Regions from separate parts of the Mus musculus genome. Here region 2 is linked to region 1. A link is a contact called in public promoter capture Hi-C data. All regions are on one chromosome and are shown on one strand. Each heading gives the region's core, a stretch centred on a gene start, on an enhancer-like site or on the middle of the called end of the contact. The rest is flanking DNA. Distances are from core to core; before and after follow the strand shown. Region 1 holds the start of Prdm11 (PR domain containing 11). Region 2 holds the start of Hsd17b12 (hydroxysteroid (17-beta) dehydrogenase 12).

Region 1 (3,808 bases), core at 707-3,206:
GTTGAACATCTCTGAGCATGTTGCCTCTTGGTAAAAAAGCCATACTTGCTTTGGAAGACTGGAAGGGAAACGGGTTAGTGGCAAAGCATGGGATGTGTGTGCGTGGATGCCATGCACCTACTGACTTTAGCTCCCATCCTGAGGTCCTCAGGGAATTCCAGGGAGCACCCTCTCACCCACATTTCTGGGATTCCGGCCCAACTTAGTGAGAGGCAAGCTTGAGACACACACTGACCTTGCCTTGGCCACATGTCTCTAGGGGGGTCCCACGAGCCCTGCCAAATGGTTCAGACCGGAGGAAACTAGTCTCCAAGGTCTGCTCATCCTCCGGGCCATTGGCCATACCCTTCTTTTCCTGTGCCTCTTTGTGGTCTGTCTCAGTTTCTTCGTCCCACCCACTCTCTGCAGCAGGCACTAGTCACTGCAGGCCCTGTGCCAACCCCTGGGCACTTGGGTCTTCACTGTTTGCCTTCCTGGCATGTGGTCCTGTGGATTCCTGGCCCACCCCTGATGTTGTTTCATGTATGGTCTCTTCCCCTCATAAGGGACAAGTGGCTAATTCCTCAGCCTCTCTTCCTGAGCCTGCCCTCTCCCAGGTGTTAGTTAGAACTTGAGGTAGTCCTACAGACTTCTGACTGGGCTGGAGCCACAATGGGATACACAGATCCAGGTCTTCATCCATATCCCACACACGACCCGGTGCTTCAGAAAGCTACACTGTGGACACACAGCAAGCACCTAGCCATTTCCATAGCATTACAGCTGCTTCTGGGCTCTTTACATACACCCTCAGGGCTCACCCTAGAGCTGGCAGCTGGACCTTTACAGCTTTGCAAGAAGAGGAAACAGGGTCATAGCTACAGACACTCAAGGTCATACTGCAAGTGACAGACAAGGGAGCCGAAGAAGCGTTTATGTTACCAAGGTCAAGAGAAATAAGAGAAGTTGCCTCCTGTCCCAGCCCCCATCAGGTCTCCTAAGCAAAGCATCCTCAGGAGTACTTGACCTTGGAAAGCCCTCTGGGATCGCCCTGGTGGAAGCTCCTTTCCCTGGGTAATCGGCTCCCCTGAGGTGACACCTTCTTGGGACTATCTGGACCTTCCTGGACTACCTGGCACTGGGCAGGCCTTCCAAGATCTCTTACTCAGGTAGAATCCTTTTTGGCAACTTCCAGCCTAAGGTGAGGCCCTCCTTCGGCCAGGGAACCCACCCTGCAGCAGCCTCCCCTTGGGGTCATTACAAAGAAGGGCTTGGGGTAGGGTTGTTCTGGTTCCCTCTGACCACTCACACTTCCTTTAAACACCCCAGCCTTACTACATCCCTTCACTATCTTTCTTGCTGGGTGCCATTTTGCAGATGGATACAATGAGGCACTAGGCAAGTTAAGTTAGGACACAGTCCCGTTCCAGCTTTGTATTCAGATTTGGTACTGTACTTTGATCTGAACAGCAAGTGACACTCACCCTTTAGTCCCCACGTAAATAGTTAATTTTTCTCACAGGCCCCAGGGCCCTTTTCCCTTGGTGTTCTATGGGACGCATGTTACCCAACTTCAGTTGATACTTCCAAACGGCTGAGCAACCAAAGGGTTAAAGGGGCCCGGAAGAGGACCCTGTAAGGGTTAAAATTATAAACGCATTTATCGCCCTCTGACTATTTATTGGGTTGTAGACCGACAACGTCGAAGCCGGGCAGAGCCAGGAGGCACCCTCGGATGGGCTTGCGCAAACGCCACAACTTTCTAGCACGACCCCCAGAAAGTATCCCAGGCACAAAGTTGGCGCAGCCCGCTCCTCCTCCGCAGCGTCGCCCTCCCCGTGGGGCGCGCGGCGGGGACGCGCGAGCTCCCGCGCGGGGCCGGCTCGGGGGACGCGGGGCTCAGCGAGGCTCGGCTCCGGCCCCCTGAATTGGGGGGTCCGCGTCTGCCCCAAACGCCGCTTTCTTCCGTTTTCCATGTCATTTCCTGTACTAATAAGATGGTGGTCAAAGCAGGGGAGGAGAGCAGCAGCGAGTCGCCGCCGCGCTGCCGCTGGCGCTGAAACTTTGCCCGGCCGGGGACCCCGCGCGCGGCCGCCCCGTCCCGCCGCGTCCCGCCGCCCCGGCCCCGGCCCGGCTCGCCGCCCCGCGTGGGAGCCCGCGAAGGTGAGTGGGCCCGGTGGCCACCGTGGCCATGAACGTGAACATGGCTTCGGAAGACGCTGGGCGGCTCGCCAACCGGCGCGGGGGCCGCGGCGAAGAGCGCGCGGGGACACTGGGGAGCGGGGGCGCAGGCAGGCGACGGGGCACGGACCGGAGCACCGGAAGCGGGGCGGGTCTCAAGGTGGCCCGGGCCCGCAGGTCGTCGCCACCGCCCGACGCGGGCCTCGGGCGGCCCAGCCTCCGCCTCCTTCCTCCGCGCACTCGCCCGCCTTGTTCCACTGTAGCCTTTTCCTCGGCTCCGCCGCGCGCTGACGGACGCGGCCGCCGGCCAATGGGAGCGGCTGTTCGGGCCCGGCGTTCGCAAAGAGAGCGCGTAGACAGGGGGCAGGGCGGGGCGAGGGCGGGATGCAGCCGCTGGCCTAGTTGCAGGGACCCGGTCGCCGGTGCTTCGGGGCCGGGCTGGGGGGCTTAGGGACCGCATGCCTCTCTGTGACCTGCCGCGGGCCTGGGGCGGCAGAGGGAGGGCGTGCCTTTTATCTATTTTAAGTCTTGGTTGCAGCACGGACTCTTCGGGAATTCGCCCCTGAGTGTCGTCTCCACCCCCCACCTCCTCATTCCCGGTCCCCAAGGTACTATGTGATGCAGAAACTGCAGAAACTTGGTGGCCAATGACCTTCCTCTGTCAAGGCCAGCGTGCCCTAGGCAAGTCGCTGCAGGGACTACTGAGCAGCCTTGGGCTAATAAGGCAAAAAGTTGCTAGTGTCTTGAGCCCATCTGAGTTGGAGCTCAGACCCTTAGAATCAGTTGATGACCTAGAGAAGGAAAGTCTGTCTTTTGTTTTTTTTGACCATGGCTTCGTGTGGAGGACAGCCGTGGTCTGTGATTAAGAGTGATCAGAAAGAAGCACGCCCAGTCCTTTGTGCGTGGGGACTGCGAGCAGTGAAGGGAGCCTTCTTTTCATCTTGAGAACCCTATAAACTTTGGGAGTTTTGTCTATCTGAAGCAGAATAGTTTTCCATGAAGTGTGATTCCCGTGGCACCCCTGTCCCCCGAAGAGGAAGGCAGGGACTTTCCTAGGTCTTGGTTGATGGTGTAGGGTGTATGGGTCAGAAGTCCCATATCCCCCTCATCCCTGGGGAGCGGAGTATGGTCTCTGCTGGGAACCTTCTGGGCATATGGCCCAGACCCCCTGGTTTATTTAGTTTCTTGGAAAGGACATCTTCAGGATCCTTCCCACGGGGCTTTGGATTTTGCAGGGCTGTAGTTGATCTCTTCAAGGGGATTCTCCTTCCCTGCAGTGGGTCCAGTACAGCCTGTGTGGGAGTCAGCTGGGAGAGCATTGAGATAGGATCAATTAAGTACCTGGCCCAGGGTCAGACTCCTGGTTTCAGAATCTAGAGCTGTGATCCTGGGCGATGCTCTGTGAACCATTTTGGGAATCACGATTGCCAGACCCCAGCCTGCTCCACCCAGCCCCTAACTAACAGTGCCCCTAAGGAGCAGATGCTCTCAGGGTGTGGTACCTTCTGAGTATCCGTCTCAAAAATGAGGAACACTTGTCCCAGGGGCCCTTGCTCTGTCATCACGGCCATCACCCCCAGCCTGGAGCTTTCTGGTCCAAATGTTTCTTAGGTTGGTTCTCCGAGGTGTCTGATGAGAGTCCTTCATC
Region 2 (3,808 bases), core at 938-3,437, 1.1 Mb before region 1:
GAACTGGTTATGAGAATTTAATAGAAAAGAAGGGCAACCCCCAGGTTTTGCATCTCGAAGAAATCATGAGTAGTGAGTGGTTCAGCTAAGGAGATGGGGAAGAAAAAGTAAAGATGTGTCTTAGTGACTGTTCTATTGCCATGAAGAGACAACGTGTTCAAAGCAACTTATAAATGAAAGCATTTAATCAGAGACTTACTTACAGTTTCAGAGGGCAAGTCCATGAACAACATGGCAGGGAACATGGCAGCAGGCAGGCATGAATGACTCTGGAGAAGCAGCAGAGAGCTCACATCTAGTCCACAAGCAAGAGGAAGAGAGAGAGAGCATGCTAAGTTGGAATGGCATGAACTTTTGAAACCTCAAAGCCCACCCCCAATGACACACCTCCTCCAACAAGGGCACACCTCCTAATCCTTCCCTAACTGTTCTATCAACTGCTGACCAAGTCTTCAAACATAGGAGCCTGTGAGTGGCATTGCTGTTCCAGCCACCAGAAGAGGCATATGAGGGCAGGTGTGGAGTTTTATTTTTAAATTTATTAAGCTTGAGTGGAGAATGTAGCTCAGTTGATACACTACTTGACTAGCATGTGTAAAGCTCTGGGTTCAATCCCCAGCACTGAAGTAAGAAAAAAAAATGGTGTCACATACCTGGAATCTCAAACCTTGGGAGGTAGAGGCAGCTTAGGATATTTGACATCCTGTCTCAAAACAAAAACAAACAATAAATGTATTGAGCTTGAGTGGAGATATTGAATGAGCCCCTGGACCTCTAAGTAGAGCCTGAACAGCGACTCCATTTGTTTACTTTATGTCTGTCTCCCTGTCCGCTGAAGTACTTCCATGCTCTTCCAGAGATCAGATTTTTGTGTCCCCTTAAAGCTTCCCTTCAGGGCAGGGGAGATTGCTTGGTGGGTAAAGTATTTGCTGCTCAAGCATAAGGCCTGTTTTCAGAGTCAGGGCCACAGCTTGTGCATCAACAAGTGAGTTTCGGTCACCTGTCCTTCCTAAGTCAGCTAAAACAGTCAAATTAATAGTGCAGAACAGCAGGAAAAGAAAAGAATAAAAAAAGATTTGGGAAAAGTTATAAAGAGACCCAGTACCTTCCACCAAAGCCATGTTTTAGGTTCTGATGTGCAGTTATGGTTTAAGAATGGGCCAGAGTAACATAAATCTAAGCAAGTCAAAGTGTGGTCCAGCCAGCTCACCACTGGCCCCTCATTGCCTCCCCTGTAAGGTGTTCTGGAAGTGTTTGCCCACGTTTTAGGTTTTCTTTTATCCCAGCATGAAGTCCCTTGATGGGGGTGAATCGGTTCCTGTTTTGATTTTATTGTTTTGATTGTCTTACAGTAAAAAGTATAGGACACAAATATCTCTTTAATATCCTCCCACAAAACAAAAATAAAATGATTTTGGTTTTTACTGGACCAGGTCCAATAAAAAAATTTGAGTTTCCCAGAATTGCTCCATAAGCTCTGTTCTTGTAGGATACTTTTCATTCATCTTACAACTGTTAACGCTACTACACAGTAGAGTTTTCTGGAATTCCGAATTATTGGGAACAAGTATAAAGTTCATTGTGGGAGCTAAGGCAGTCATTCAAAAAAATGGAGCGAAAGCGTGCTCTGCAGACAAAGGGGAACCGTAAACCTTCATCTGAAAAGTCTGAGGAATTAACAATCCGAAAGCGGTTATTACTAAGACGTAATCACAAGCACTACTCCAGCTCCTCCCGGACTTCTACTATATTCTTCCCTTTCCGGTTCCATTCCTTCCTGAAATGTGAGCTAAACCCAGTTAGGTATCACTGGCCAATCAGCGCGCAGCCTTCCGCAGTCGTAAGGGCCGCCTCTGCCAATGAGAGATCCCTGCGCTTCGGTGGTGCGAGGTAAAGCTTGTGGGCGGAGCCAAACGTTGAGCGGCTTGTGAGCGAGCCACTGTCTTAATACGGAAATGCGGCTCTGAGCGCGCCGAAGGGGATTGTGGGCGGGGCTACGAAACGAAGGCTAACCAATAGGAGACATAGTACGCTTACAGGAAAGAGAAGTCACCAATAGACACATGGATATGACTATGTAGGCGGGTCTTAGACCTAAAGCGTTCAAAAAATCACGTCTATTCGCTGCGTCTTCGCCGTCACGGCGGCACCGCCTCCTCGTCCCATTCATTCTTTTTTTTTTTTTCCTTCCCCATTCACCGTAGTAGTGAGGCCTAGTCACGAGCCATGGAGTGCGCTCCCCCGGCGGCCGGCTTCCTGTACTGGGTGGGCGCGAGCACCATTGCCTACCTGGCCCTGCGAGCCTCGTACTCGCTCTTCAGGGCCTTCCAGGTGTGGTGCGTGGGCAACGAGGCCTTGGTCGGTCCGCGACTCGGAGAATGGGCAGGTGAGTGGAACCACAAGCCGCGACCACGCTGTGGCCCTTGTTCCCCTGTCGCTCGCGCTCAGCGAGCCCGCTCTGGAGCGCGGAAACTTCTCCAGACCCTGAGCGCACTGGCGGGGTGGGTGATCTGACCTGCTGCTGCCTGGTGGGCACGGAGGAGACCTTTCTTAACTCCCCGGACTTGTCCTGTTGGAGCCCTCCTGGGCAGGCGGCCGGAGTCAGGCGCATTGTCCGCTGTGTCCCTTGCAGTGTTTATTTATTTTTTAAAATAAAGTTTTTCACTTGGCTTGAAAACTGGCCCTGTGCTATGGATGAGAGCATAGGTGAAGATAGGAAGAAGGGTTGCAGGGACAACGATTTCAGAAGTTAGGATCTTGGGAAACTTGATTCTCCAGTTACTTGAATTGGGTTTGTTTCATGTAATTTAACAAGTCCTTTTGGGGAGGGGGGAGGTGGAGGCGGTGTCGGAGGAAATCTTGGTAAATTATTCTGGAGTTTCAATGACTAAGAAGCGCTGTTCTGGGAAAACAAAGTCTTCCTATCGTATTCAGTACTTTTTGCAAGAGTTTGCGGAAAATGTCTTTACAAAAAGTGACCAAAACACGCGAACCTTCTTCTTTTCAGTTGACAGATTTTAAAAATGAGAACGAAGGTCGTATCAGAGAAGTTGAGAAAATCCTAGTTCAGCCCTCTCACCTTTGTTTCTATTTTTTGAGAGAAGGGCTTTAAAACAAACACCCATGTAATCATGATGTATGTGTGGCTCTCTGGTGTTTTGTAACTCACTGTTCACGACTCAAACATTTTATAGAATATTGGGGTGCGGTTGCCTACGGACTAAACACAGGACAGAAATCATGTTACTTTTCAGGTTTGTTCTGTTCATTAAAGAACATTTAAACGACTTAGAAAAGACATGACAGTTAATCTTTTGGGACAACACCCTAATAATAGGAGAAAATATTTCAAGTAGAAATGAGTTTGTGAGCCCCTTTCCTTGATGTGGGGCAAACAGTGATTTTATACAACTTTCCAAAATCACTTTTCATAGTCCCTGGGGGAAAAAGTGCTCGCTGTGATTAAGATTCAGATGATATAATTTCACAATTGACTTGGTCAGTTTCTTTGTTGTCAGCTTGGAAAAAGTTGTTTGTTGGCTTATTTTTATTTTTTTTTAAGTCAATGCAACAGTAATCCCATAGGAAATCAGTTATCCAATAAAATGAAACTTGCAAAGAAAGCCCAGTGTTGCTTTAGCTTTATTATTGTAAATTGTTTGCACAGTCTAAAACGCAGAGTGAAAGTCAAGGGTTTGCCACGTTCAAGGTAGGTTTGGCTCCATCCAGACAAAGGGAAACTGGTAAAAATTAGGAAAGCATTTCTGGCAGATTTAGAAAAGAAATTTGACCTAGAACATTGGGATAT

Evidence for each region. Promoter capture Hi-C pulls out the DNA fragments that hold promoters and counts their contacts.
Region 2: a promoter capture Hi-C map of pre-B cells shows a contact between it and region 1. The contact joins the promoter of Hsd17b12 here to the promoter of Prdm11 in region 1.

What each region holds. Positions count from the first base shown.
Region 1 is chr2:93,044,313-93,048,120 of GRCm38.p6, reverse strand. It overlaps Prdm11 (PR domain containing 11), which reads left to right and starts at 1,956. Exons shown (of 8, transcript NM_001368848.1): 1 at 1,956-2,142.
Region 2 is chr2:94,156,288-94,160,095 of GRCm38.p6, reverse strand. It overlaps Hsd17b12 (hydroxysteroid (17-beta) dehydrogenase 12), which reads left to right and starts at 2,187. Exons shown (of 11, transcript NM_019657.4): 1 at 2,187-2,386. The coding sequence starts at 2,227. Gm39885 (a long non-coding RNA gene) reads right to left here and starts at 1,932. Exons shown (of 3, transcript XR_866573.3): 1 at 654-1,932; 2 at 204-295.